Linked DNA regions of Zea mays: regions 2 and 3 are each linked to region 1. The links are chromatin contacts, called in public Hi-C maps. All regions are on one chromosome and are shown on one strand. The core of a region is the stretch at or near the end of the contact, and the rest is flanking DNA. Distances in the headings are between cores, read along the strand shown. Region 1 has its middle 39 kb from the start of LOC103636824. Region 2 has its middle 15 kb from the start of LOC103634934. Region 3 holds the start of LOC103634933.

What was found. Hi-C and Micro-C count contacts between places; a contact is called where the count stands out from the background.
Region 2: a contact with region 1 is called in a Hi-C map of tassel, with 2.0 times the contacts expected there. The contact joins two enhancer-like sites. A contact is called at or near these places in 2 of 25 Hi-C or Micro-C datasets (ear and tassel).
Region 3: a contact with region 1 is called in a Hi-C map of ear, with 6 times the contacts expected there. The contact joins the promoter of LOC103634933 here to the enhancer-like site in region 1. A contact is called at or near these places in 4 of 25 Hi-C or Micro-C datasets (ear, leaf and tassel).

The regions. Positions count from the first base shown.
Region 1 is chr8:22,685,234-22,689,655 of Zm-B73-REFERENCE-NAM-5.0, reverse strand. It overlaps the pseudogene LOC100273737. Among protein-coding and RNA genes, the nearest start is that of LOC103636824, 39 kb to the right of the region's middle. Within about 2 kb of position 2,600, at least 10 of the 20 cell types and tissues checked have an H3K27ac peak or open chromatin away from gene starts, as enhancers often do. A contact at or near this core is called in ear, leaf and tassel, where this site is marked.
Region 2 is chr8:22,511,649-22,515,780 of Zm-B73-REFERENCE-NAM-5.0, reverse strand. No RefSeq gene overlaps it. Among protein-coding and RNA genes, the nearest start is that of LOC103634934, 15 kb to the right of the region's middle. Within about 2 kb of position 2,775, at least 13 of the 20 cell types and tissues checked have an H3K27ac peak or open chromatin away from gene starts, as enhancers often do. A contact at or near this core is called in tassel, where this site is marked.
Region 3 is chr8:22,464,429-22,468,519 of Zm-B73-REFERENCE-NAM-5.0, reverse strand. LOC103634933 reads left to right here and starts at 1,966. Exons shown (of 5, transcript XR_557015.4): 1 at 1,966-2,348; 2 at 2,503-2,702; 3 at 2,921-3,158; 4 at 3,235-3,286; 5 at 3,475-3,843. It also overlaps a transcript of LOC100280975 not described here.

The DNA.
Region 1 (4,422 bases), core at 1,351-3,850:
TCCTTCCAAATGCTTTGACAGAGTTGGAACTGGCAGCTTTTCGTAGCTAAGTTTATTTGTTCCTTCTTTATGGCAGAAATTTGGTAAGAGAGAGTTTAGTTGTGGGAGGACAGGCGGCGAAGGAGTAATCTGAGTTTAGTGTGGTGCTTTTGTGACTGATCATCTCTGGAGCTTTTGTGAATGATCTAGCTAGCTATCTGTAAATGATCTAGTTGTGAATGATATTATAATTGTGATGCTTTTGTGAATATATAATTGTGGTGCTTTTGTATTTATGTGATGGATCTATGACTGTGGTATACTGATTAACTGTGTATGTCTTTATGATTTGTGTATAAAAATCTGTGATTTGTGGTGCTTAATTAAATGTATATTATTATTAATAACAACTGTAAAAAGGGCGACTTTCTGTTGGTTGCTAAATGTATAGTATGACGACTTACGGTTGGTTGCTAAATCTATAGTACATCAACCCACGGTTGGTCTCTAAATATACAATATTTGCAACGGACGGTCGGTCGCTAAAAAGATGTCGGTCGCTAAAGCCTTTAGCGACGGCACTTGCAGCGACCATCCTTATGGGTCGCTAAAAGTTTTTAGCGACCAACCGTAGGTCGCTGAAGGCCGTTTTAGCAACCAACCGTAGGTCGCTGTAAGTGAACCGTCGTGTAGTGTATGGGGATGAAAATTTTGTTTTGCGCTAGCGTAGCCTCCCCGTAATCCTACAGGGACACCCTCCGCTCGATTCGGCACCAGACGAAGGCCTGTGACGGGGTCATCTCATAGTGCGGCCTCGTCCAGCTCAGAGGCCCACGTGTGATCTGGCCCATTGTAACGGGCCCTGCGTGGCCGCCGCGTGTTACGGGTCTAATTTGTAAAGGCATCCCTGTAATTACAGTCTGTAACCCTGCTTTATGGGAATATTCTGGGAATAACCTAGGTAGCTGAGGGCACATGCGTCCTTAGCACAAAGCGCTGGGCGCTCAGGTACCTATAAATACCCCCGCACAGTGCCCGTGAGAGGCCGGATTAACAGAGCTTTTGCCATCTAGCACGTAACCCTGTCAACGTCATCGTTCACCCCTGTTGGCCCCCCTTGCGAGTGAGAGCAAGTTCCAACACCCTCCAACTCCAATCTCTCTCTCTCTGCATTAGGGCATGCATGTCTTTTTATTCCAATGTGCTAAACTTTATTAGAGTAGTTCAGACACCCAAGAAGCTAAACTTTAGCATTTCAATTTATATGGCTAAAGTTTAGCAGGAAGCTAAAGTTTATCCCATGAGATTGAAACATGGCCTTAGTTTGATCCAATTAAATAAGGTATGAGCTATATATCTATATTAAACCTAACACAACGAGCATAATGAAGCGTATATGAAATATGAAGGAGCTTTGAATCTTTCAACTATTGTGTCAATTATTTGTTGCACGTGGATCAGATTAATTTGATCTTTCAGCTTGCACATCCATCGACCACTTGCCCTCCAGGCTACAGATGACCACATGAGTCGGTCTATATGGACCAGCACGAGGCACACTTATTTTGGCACGGACATGGCACGACACGACAGTAACTATGTCTGGCCAGCTCGAGGTTTATTATGGATCATATTTGGGCTTAGATACAAACCCATCGGACGGTATAAGCACTATCGACTCATTTAGCACGATACTAGACATAAATAGCCCATCAACTTGAGTACGACCTAGCACAACCCATCTGTGATCCAACTTTATCCCAATCTAACCCACCATATATTTATCCGTACCGAACCGTGCTTTGATCCGATTAAATCAGCACGACTCGTTGGTCACGTATACCTCCAGACCTACACTATGTATAGAGATGGCAATGGGTACCCGAAACCCGATGTGTTTTTACCCCATTAGGGTACGGGTTTGGATCAATTTTCATACCCATAGGTTTGTTAATGGGTATAAATGTATACCCGACGGGTTCATGGGTACGGGTTTGTTCTGATTGTACCCAAACCCGTGAACCCGTGGGTTTTTTAAACCCGACCAAACCTAATGCATATTGTCATTTTATTTTATAAACGAACAACAAACGTGTTATCTACCTATTTACTTCCTAATTTTTATCAAATAGTGAATGTATAAGTAGTTGGTGATAGTGTTGCTTGCTTGCTATTATAGTTATTACTAGCGTTATATATGTGGTGTGTATAACTTAGTGCAAGGTAACTTAATTATACAACGTATTATTTATATTTAATTCTCTCTACTAATATTATTTATACCAAATCATGAACTCATTGTTCATTATATAAACTTTGGACTATGATCTCATTAATCAGTACGATACTTATTGATTATAAAAAGAATAAGCATATTGGAGATAAAAACCCGCGGGTAACCCGTGAGTACCCGCAAACCCAATGGGTATGGGTTTGGGCAAAAATTCAAACCCGTCATGGGTACGGGTTTTTTAATAGGTGTAAATATTTTTCACGGGCACGAGTTTGGGATAGCAAAACCCGACGGATTTATATCCGTTGCCATCTCTAACTATGTACGAACCCGTAATGCGGTATTGGTAGGAACGTAGTGGTCCGTACGCAACTAACGAGCTTATGTAGTTGATGGGCTTGCTCATTTTACCTTGTTGGGCCGAAGCTATCTTCCTTTTCACTGTTTGGGCCCGTAATTGTTCTTGTTCTCGGCTAACGAACATCCAGCCGTAGTAGATACTCGTGTTCGTGTACGTACAACATATAACATGGTTCGAGGTGATTCTTAGAAAAAAAAATGGAGAGAGAGAACACCCGCGTGCATGCGCTTCCAATCCATTTTCTCATATGTACTACATTCTTCTGTGAATGGGTCTTATTCCTAGCCTTTTGAAATCCTAACGCATGCATATGAAATATATCGTGGGCCATATACAAAGTATAGTGTCGAACACTTAATTCTGGTGAATTTTAGCATCTACCAAGTAGTGATGGTCAGCAATGAATAAATCCATCAGTTCATACTTACCCCCCAATAATACACTATTTTTTTTCTTTACTAGATGTACGTACTCTCCTCAACAACCACCCCCATGCACGTGTATGGGCATGCCTAATCTAGTTAATTTTATATATCAAAGTAATCCAACTACATACAAATTAATGGTCTAGATCGTTATTTATCTCTCATATTAGTCATCGAAGATGCAAAGATCCATAATATCATTTGGATTATCTTGAGTCATCTATGTGTTTTTTATATTCGGCGAAGTCTTTACCAATTGCAGAAAAAATAGTCGACGAAGAATCATTTACCAATAAAATATTTATCAAGTATTCTTTGTTAAATATAATACTCAACAAAAACTTTGTCAAATAAAAAAGACATTTGCCGAGTGTTTAGAATACTCGGCAAAGAAGACCAGTCATGCAGCGTATCGGTAGTGTAAATCCGCGCCGTGTCTTTTTAATTTTAATTCATATAATTGAACGAACCGTTTGTTAAGCTGATGGCTTCGGACAAGTTGCGGTTTTCCTCTTCTCATTCACGAGGGAGAGCATTTTATATTCGCATGTAAAGCTTTGTCGTTCTCCGAATCAAACCGTTCCCTTTTCAAGTTTCCATGTGCTAGTCAGTCCTATGTAAAATGAAAAGGTCGTCTGTGGAAAACTTGCATTATATTGTTTACGTTTGTGTGGCAAGACGACTTTGTTCCATCCTTTTAGAAGTTCTTACGGCTTTGTGTCCTAGTAACTGATTATGTGTCGTCAGTTGTGTATGTCAAATAAAAGTCTATGGTAAATCGCATTATGTATGTATAGGGGTGGTATCTAGCTTTAAATTTTACACTATAAAGTTAAAGATCGGATCATATTAGAATCAGACCATATATATTTCTATTTAATTTTAAACTAAAAAATAACTAAGAACTAAGACGAATCATGAAGATATATTTGGATCATGATTATTACTACTGATCTATATATGTGTTAATGTGTACCTCTGCGACAAAGTTGCTTTCTTATCTTCATTATTTTCTAGCTAGCTAGCTAGGTTTCCGTGTAGTAAGTCTCCAGAGCCAACACAGATTACTTCAGAATTAATTAAATGTAAAACTGAGGTAGATATGGTGAAATCCTCACGAGTGGCCCACCGAAGAAGTATGGATGTATTTGGTCTAATGTCAAAGTACAATAAGGTGGAGCGACACCGTCTACTCGATTTTTTGAGACCATGCCGTCACTAAAAATTGCTTCGGTGTTCATATCGATCACTTCCGCGTGACTCTTATCTAAACATCATAGTAAACGTGGCCGCCTACTTCTTTTACTCCTTGTATGTCCAACAAAACACATACCCTATCTCCAATATATCTCCAGGTGGTTACGACAATTGAGCGTCCACCAGTGAAATGTGCAGCTGAATTAGTGATTATTATGCTATCATCT
Region 2 (4,132 bases), core at 1,526-4,025, 170 kb after region 1:
CCCGAGCCCTCCTACTGATCAGGGGTTCGAAGGTTGCGCCCTGCAGGGTCCAGCAGCTGCCCTAGAGCACTCGGGCTCCGCGCCCATTACTGATCAGGGGTTCGAAGGCTGGCCCCTCGGAAGGGCTCGACAGCCGCCCTAGAGCACTCAGGCTCCGTGCCCATTACTGATCAGAGGTTCGAAGGCTGGCCCCTCGGAAGGGTTCGACAACCACCCCAGAGCACGCAGAGTGAGGGATGACCCTGGTTACGTCTGTTACATGGCCGAAGCTCGGGCTACGCTCCCGAGGTACCCTAGGACATTCCCGAGACCAGCGGGAATGATTTGTAATGGAATCCCACCGGAGGGAGGCACCGAGCCCTCGGACCCTATCGAAATGGGTCTGGGTCCAGCAAATCCCCTGCAGGTACTTTTGGAGCGCGCCTCTGGGCCACTAGCCGACCCTTAACGAACGGGGCACGGGCATCCACTCGGATCACCCGTTAGCAACTCACTAGAAACACCATGATCGGTACCCTCCGAGGGTAACGTGGCGCTTTCCCCCCTTCCTCCTTGCGAAAAGGCGACGAAGGGGCGTATGATAAAAGTCGAGACAGTCCTTGATCGTCCTCTCGCTCCGTGCAGAGGCTCGGGGGCTGCCCTCGCACCCAGCTGCGGCCAAAACTGTTGACAGCGTCAACAAACCAGCTCGAAAACTCGGAGCCTGACCATGCACCCGGGCTGCCGCCAGGCCGCATGAGGGAACAGCCAGGCCGACCGAGGCATCACGGCAAGAATTTAGACCTCAGAGGAGTCAAACCACTCCTCCGAGGCCTCGGGGGCTACACCCGGTGGGTGCGCTCGCGCGCACCCACCGGAACGGAACATATCCGAGAAAGCCTGGTCCCCTCGCAAAAATCCGGCAGAACCTCCAAGCGAGTGCCTGCACTCCCTTCGAGGCTCGGGGGCTACTGTCGGGTACCGTAATTAGGGGTACCCCAAACACTCCTAAACACGGCTGTTGAACACCTTCAGAGCAAACCATGAAGACAGACAGTTCGGGCCAAAGTCAAAGCTTCGTCTACCAAGGGACGCGATCTCGCCTCGTTCGAGCCCGGCCTCGAGTGGGAACAGTGGTCCCAGACGAATTCACGTCTCGCCCAAGGGTCTCCTCAGGCAGTGAGCGCACCCTCGGCTCGGCCAAAGACAAGCCTTGTCGTGCAAGCGACCTTGGCCAAATCGCCTTACCAAGCCGACCGTATTGCATGCGCATTTAATGCTGAGATCGCCTGACACCTTATCCTGACACGCGTGCCTCAGTCGACAAGGTCGAAGTGACCGCAGTCACTTCGCCCTTTCACTGACCGATCTGACAGGAAAACAGCGCCGCCTGCCCCGCTCCGGGTGCTGTGCCAACCACCCGGGTGAAACCGACAACAGCCAAGTTTAGCCTCAGGCGCAACAGGAAGCTCCGCCTCGCCCGACCATAGGCCTCGGCCTCGGGAGGAGATCTCCGCCTCGCCCGACCCTGGGCCTCGGCCCCAGCCTCGGCCTCGGAAGAGCCGCCGCCTCGCCCGACCTCAGGCTCGGATCGACCACGCCACAAGGGAAACATCATTACCCTACTCCTAGCTAGCTCAGGCTACGAAGGAACAAGATCGGCGTCCCATCTAGCTTACCCCGGTAACAGGCAATGATGGTTCCCCGCGTGTGTCCATGACGTCGGTGGTTCTCAAGCCCCCTACGGAAGCAATTAGACGTCAGCAAGATCCATGCAGCACCGATAGCTGTGCTTCTACAGGGCTCATGCACTTCTCCAACGGACACGTTAACACGAGCATAGCGACCAAGCACTTCCCCGCTGGCCACGTAGCACATAGCTACACCCCCATTGTACAGCTGGGCCATCTCCTTATGTCTATAAAAGAGGATGTCCAAGAGGCAGGGGGAGAGAGGCACGGCGGGACGAGGAGACGTACGGGGAGACAAGAGACGCACGGCGAGACGAGGAGACGTACGGGGAGACGAGAGACGCACGACAGGACGAGTAGACGTACGGCAAAGGGACGGGAGAAGATGAGCAGGGCCGGACCCCCCCTCTCTCTCTCTCGTGCTCGCTCTCTCGCTCTCGCTCTCTCGCAACGCTTGTAACCCCTACTACGAGCACACTGGTGCAGGATAATACAAGGCTCATTTTCCCTCTTGTGTTCCATCTCGCACCAACCCATCTGGGTAGGGATACGCAGCGACAAAATTTACTAGTCGGTACAGGGACCCTTCGGGTCCGAAACGCCGACAATAGTAGTTAACATAATGGTGTAAGTGCTATATGTTGAACTTGGTAGTCAAGGTTCGAGTCATGCTGATCTCGCCCGACTTGTCTTGCATGCATATGCATGGTGTGCCGCTCCCACATCATGACAAGAGGGTTAATTAATTGGATACATGCCCTAGAACTTTTCCTGTGGATCCGAGGGCTAATTAAGACTGTACAAATTTATTTAATATATGGTCTCTTAAGATGTTTTAGTGATTAATTGAAAAAAATATAAGAGATACATGTGTATTTATGATATAGAAGTTTAAAGTTATAAAAATTAATCGGGCATTTGTTGTACATGCCCTACCATGCATGAGAAAAGTGGTCGTCGCGTCTTTCCTTCCCGTCCAAATCGTCCGATCCGCCGGCGCCCGGCCCGGTCCGGCTTGGAATTCGTCGTTGTTATCATAGCGCGCGCGCTCATGCTCCATGCAGAGGCAGCAGCAGCCGAAGTAGCTCCGAACTTTCTCTGCGTGCGCAGGGGACAGAGACCTCACCAATTGATGTTGTAGCTTGTAATCTTGTGCGTCATGATCCGTTGACTGTCCGACCGTTTTTCCCCTTTTCTCTTGGTTGACGGACGATCCTCATGGATACGATGTCGCTACGTACACACGTACGTGTCCCATCCACCTTCACTAGCTCATGCTCCAAGGAAGCGAGAGTTGATTTTTATCAGGGATACACTGAACGTCACAATTATATATATATATATATATATATATATATATATATATATATATATATATATATATATATATATATATATATATATATATATATATTAGTTACCAGAGATACATTGCACAGTCGATTGAGATCAAACCGTCCTAGCTAGGCCCAGACACGCCGCGGTGACGTATCCATAATTTTACTATATCACCTAAAACTTACATATACATTGTATTTAATCAAACTATTCGACTAAACTATTTGATATTTCAGTAACACCCCGTTTGGATCATTAGAATTGAATTCCATTGTAATAATAATAATTTAGTCATATATCAATTAAACTAATTCGATTTTATACAAAAATATATTTATATATATTATTATTAGCAAGTTGTTTAAGATATTTATGTGCTACATTTTTACTATAAATGAGTGAGACGAAGAGTGTCATGTAAGTTACAGAGTAGAAACAAATTCTACTAATCCATAGAATCATTTCACATCCTCTACCCCATGAATTTAAGATAGGCCGGCTTATATCTAAACTTTATAAAGTGGTGGAATATCAAATTCCAAACTAAATAGGTTACTTTATTGAGTGAATTCTAATTCCTCTAAAATGAAGGGATCCAAACACCCCATAATAGTTTTAGAATTTAAACGTTATTTGGAATGCATACACTAAATTACATAATAAATCTTGTGTTTAAAGATTAAGTTAAAAACAATAATACTAAGTCTTAACTTTTAAAAAGATTAAGCTAAAAATATTCACAAACTATAACATAAAATAGATGAAAAGCTATATTAATAGTTTACAAATTGTAGTGTAGGCACGGAAAGGAGATTTATATAACTTTTAGCTTGAAATTTCTAAGATACACAATCAATGTCTTGATTTAAGTCTACACCTAACAGTCTAGCATTTAGAGACATCTCACGAGACGTGTCCGTCGAAGAATTTGAGCTATCGATTGTTGGATTATCAAATTTATGATTATTTTGTCCGTTAAGCAGGACATCACAATACTTCGTTAAATAGGACCTGAGACCATAGGCTTGAAAAACACACAAAAAACACAAGCTGTAAGACAATTAGTGCAATATTCTTTCTATATTAAACATTTTTAAATATTTTTTATTCGTCCCATAAACATT
Region 3 (4,091 bases), core at 717-3,216, 220 kb after region 1:
CGCACTGGTTGGTTGTTGCGCGTTCACCCGGACGATTTGTAGTTCGGGGTTTATATTTGTAGAAATTGGGAAAATATCTCACTCCCTTTAGGTTGGGTGGACCTTCCGCATAATTTGATTATTGAGGATGAGCGGAGAAGATTATATGATGTGGGCAACTATAAGACAGTCGAATCCTCAATTGCAGGATCAACCGTCACCCCTGAAGCACTAATAAGCTTTGAAGTCATCCTTTGATGGAGCATATTTAGGATCTGCACCATAGAAATTGTATTTTATTATTTTATGAGTTATGTGATTTTTTATTTTCTTCAAATAATGTTAGTTTTAGTTTTTATGCATTGTGTAGTTTTTATTTTTAATTTGGCCCGCATAATGTGTAATTTTCTTTACGAACTAAATGTCTTTTTGTTTGCTTATTTAAGTGTTCGATTAACTAAACTATTTTTCCATAAGAAAAACTATTGTGCAATCAAGCTTCTCAAGCCAACGTCGTGCAAAAAAATATCAAAAGTCATAAAAACTCTAAAAAATCTTTATATGCGTTTAGTATTTATTTTAACAATATACCAAATTTAAGTTTTCATTTTTATGTTAAGAGATACAAAAAGTTAAAATTCTATCATTTTTCAAATTTTCATATTGGATAGAATTTTTGTCTTGTTATATCTCTTAACTTATGATGAATTATAAATTAAAATTTAGTATATTGATAGAGTAAATAATAAATTATATCTATAATTTTTGAGATTTTTTTATAAGATGGTGTTTGGCAGAGCTCCCACAGCTTCGCTCCAAGCGAGAATCACTCTTGCCAAGCTAAATGATAAAAATCTGAGCTTCAAAGTGGAAGTGGAGTGAATCTTATCTCTACTTTGTACTAGAAAGTGTGAGAAAAAAAAAACTTACTTTCTACCACTTTCAACCTGCTCCTCACTCTTTAACCCCTCAGGAATCACTTCACAGCCTATGCCAAACGGTTTTCGTCAAATAGATTCATAGAGAACTCAGAATCACTCTATTAGAGAATCAACTCTCGGAGCTAGAGAATCATGAAGCTGAGCTCTACCAAACAAGTCCTAACTTTTGATAGTCTGACTGTATGGAAAATACACGGAAAACTTGGCTGCGCAATAGTATTTGATCTTTAGCATTTTTTAAAGTTTTACTCGGATTATCGCGCTATCTCACACAAAGTCACAAAGAGATGTGATGAGAGCTGCCGCATGATTCTCTAGCTTTGAGAGCTAATTCTTCAATAGAGATTCCAAATGATTTTCAAGTAGAAGTGAATTCAACAAAAATTGTTTGGCAAATTGTGTGTGAAGTGATTTATGAGGAGTTGTAGTGTGGGAAGCAGGTTAGGAGCAGCGGGAAGCAGGTTTTTTTAGCTCCCACTATAGTACAAAATCTATAGTACAAAATGAAGACCGGATTCACCTACTGCCACCATGGCTGCTCGGATTTATTGACCGACAAGGAAAATATTGCCTATATTTGCTGGTGCTTGCATCGTGAAATGCAATGAGCTGGTGTTTGGTTGTTGTCAACCAAGCTCTACTTGTGTGAGGTGTGTGTTTGATTACCTGCGTGCAGATATGGAGCCAGGCTCGCACGATACTCAAAGCGCCCTGGAGCAGGCTCTGCAGACGCGAGTAAATTGGTCGCATCTCTGGAGCTAGGCTCCCGTCGGTCTAGCTCATACAGGCACCGTCGGTCTAGCTCATACAAGCAGGCTACGGAGAGAAGCCAACCAAACATACCAATAGAGAATGTCCAGCTGCAGCTCGCTCATTGCAGTAAGTTCTAGAGATCATTCGGTTAGCTCGTGTGTATGTCTTAAGACCAATTTTTGTGTGAATTCAACAATACCTGTTTATTTCTATTTATTTTCTTTATTCAATGGTTTGTTCATCGATACAAAATGCCGTTGCTAGCGATTTTAGATACTCGAGTCCATTGCATGTGGAAATCTGTGCAGTGTTTATTACTCTATTAGGACTGGTTTGGCAGCCCAAAATCCGGCCGGTTTCCTGGCCTTTTCTCCTGGAAGAAAGCCCACCAGAAGATTGTCCTCGGATTATTCATGTGTGTCATTTGGCAGCCCAATCTCGTGCAGAGATTTGTCCCATTTTCCCGTCGGAAACAACCCTGGCCTTAGGAGGCCAGGCGATTCTCCGCCGCCTCGTCTCGTCTTCGCTATGCACCACGAGCGCCTCCGCCGCTCCAACGCTCCAACGCTTGAGCGCCTCCAACGCCACTCCAACGCCACGAGCGCCTCCGCCGCTCCACCGAACAACTCCAACGCCACTCCAGCTCTTGCAGCAGTAGAACTCTACTGCAGCCAGGTACGCGTGTTTCTGAGCCGGGGGCGCGGGGGTTAAGCCGGGGTCGCGGGGGTTAGCAAAGATTTCATCGATTGGTTTCTGCCGACCTGCATCTTCGTTTGATTCTGGTTTGCCTCTCTGATCCAGCTACGACACCCTGCGCCTGCCGCACTAGGTACATTTGATTCTGGTTTCTGCCGCACAAGATCCGCTACCTCTTGGACCCGGACATCTACACCGACGGCAGGATCTCCGTGCAGGGCATCGACGCCGTGCTCTTCGCGCCGGACGACGCCAAGGCCACGCAGACCGTCGACCCGAACAGGAAGCCTCCTACCATCGTCACCCACAAGAAGAAGATCAAGCTCCGGCGAGGTCAGTACCTACCTACCTTCAGATCTGGACCTGCTCCTTTGTGTCCTCCGTCGACCTGAACAGGAAGTATCCCACCACCGCATTGTCCTTTTTTCAATAATAGCACCGAAATTTACAGTTCGTAATATCTAGATTGGGGAGGTCATTACATCAAAAAAAAGATTGGGGAGGTGTGTAGATTAATTTCACAACTGATCGCTAGCATCAATCAATGCCAGTTCATCTATTGCTCAACCTCAGTATTGGCCAACGTGAAAACATGGAGGTGAAGTGAAGCAAGTGGTAGTTGAGCATATGCTGGTGGTTGGTTGTCTTCATGAACATCTCTTTGATGGCTGATACCATTCCTGGGACTGCAAGCCAACACTGTCCTTTAACCCATGACCCATGAGCAACAATTTCTTCTTAACAACAGAGCATGATGTTAGAGAAATTTGGCTTCAAGCGCAAAATTAGGTATGCCATAACTTGAATCTACTAAGCATGCAATATTGTAGACTACAAGCATATAATATCATTTTTATAAATGTAGGTTGCTTCGTGGGAGTGATGCATGGCCTGAACAAATGATATGAGCAAATTTGGTATGTTCTTTCAAGCATCTTTATTTCAAATTTTACTTTAAATTACAATCTTCTCACCTAGAGCTAGTTGGCAATGGCTATATTTTTCTGCTGAGATCATTTAAGCTCTACACTTTGAGATATTCTAGATACTATAGTTGTTATTTGTTCCCTTGTACTAATCCTAGTTACATGTTATCTTTTTTCAGACAACTGCAGTTCTGTTATGGTGAATGGTGATTGTAGTTCAGTTTCAGCTCTAACCTATGAAAAATTGAATGGCAGTTGCACTAATCTGTTGGTGGAATGATTTTCCCAGTAATTTCCTGGACAAGCAGATCACTGAGAACCATCTACCTTATGAGAAATGATGCCTTGTATGGTTCAGTATAGTTCTTGTATTGCTGGTTTAAATTAATTCTTGTATGGCAGTTGCACTAAACTGAATGGCAGTTGCACTTTGAGATATTCTTCTATTGTTGGTTTAAAACCATGGTGACTTTCTTGTATGCATTCTGTATGCATTCTTGTTTAAAACCTGGTTGCTTATGTATGCATTCTTGTATGCCGTGTATGCATGGTGACTGTTCTTGTATGCGTTTGTGTATGCAATCTGCCCCAAACTGAATGACATACAGAAAAATGTCACCAGTATGCGTTCATGTATGCATTCAGTTTTGTACTAAACTGGATGGCAGTTGCTCCTTCCAAACGACCACCGGTTAAATTATCCTATCCGGGTTTTTTACCCACTGAAAAATGAATGTAGGATAAAACCCACCGCTGAAGTTTTCTCCTGTGCTAAAATAACCGCGGCTGCCAAACT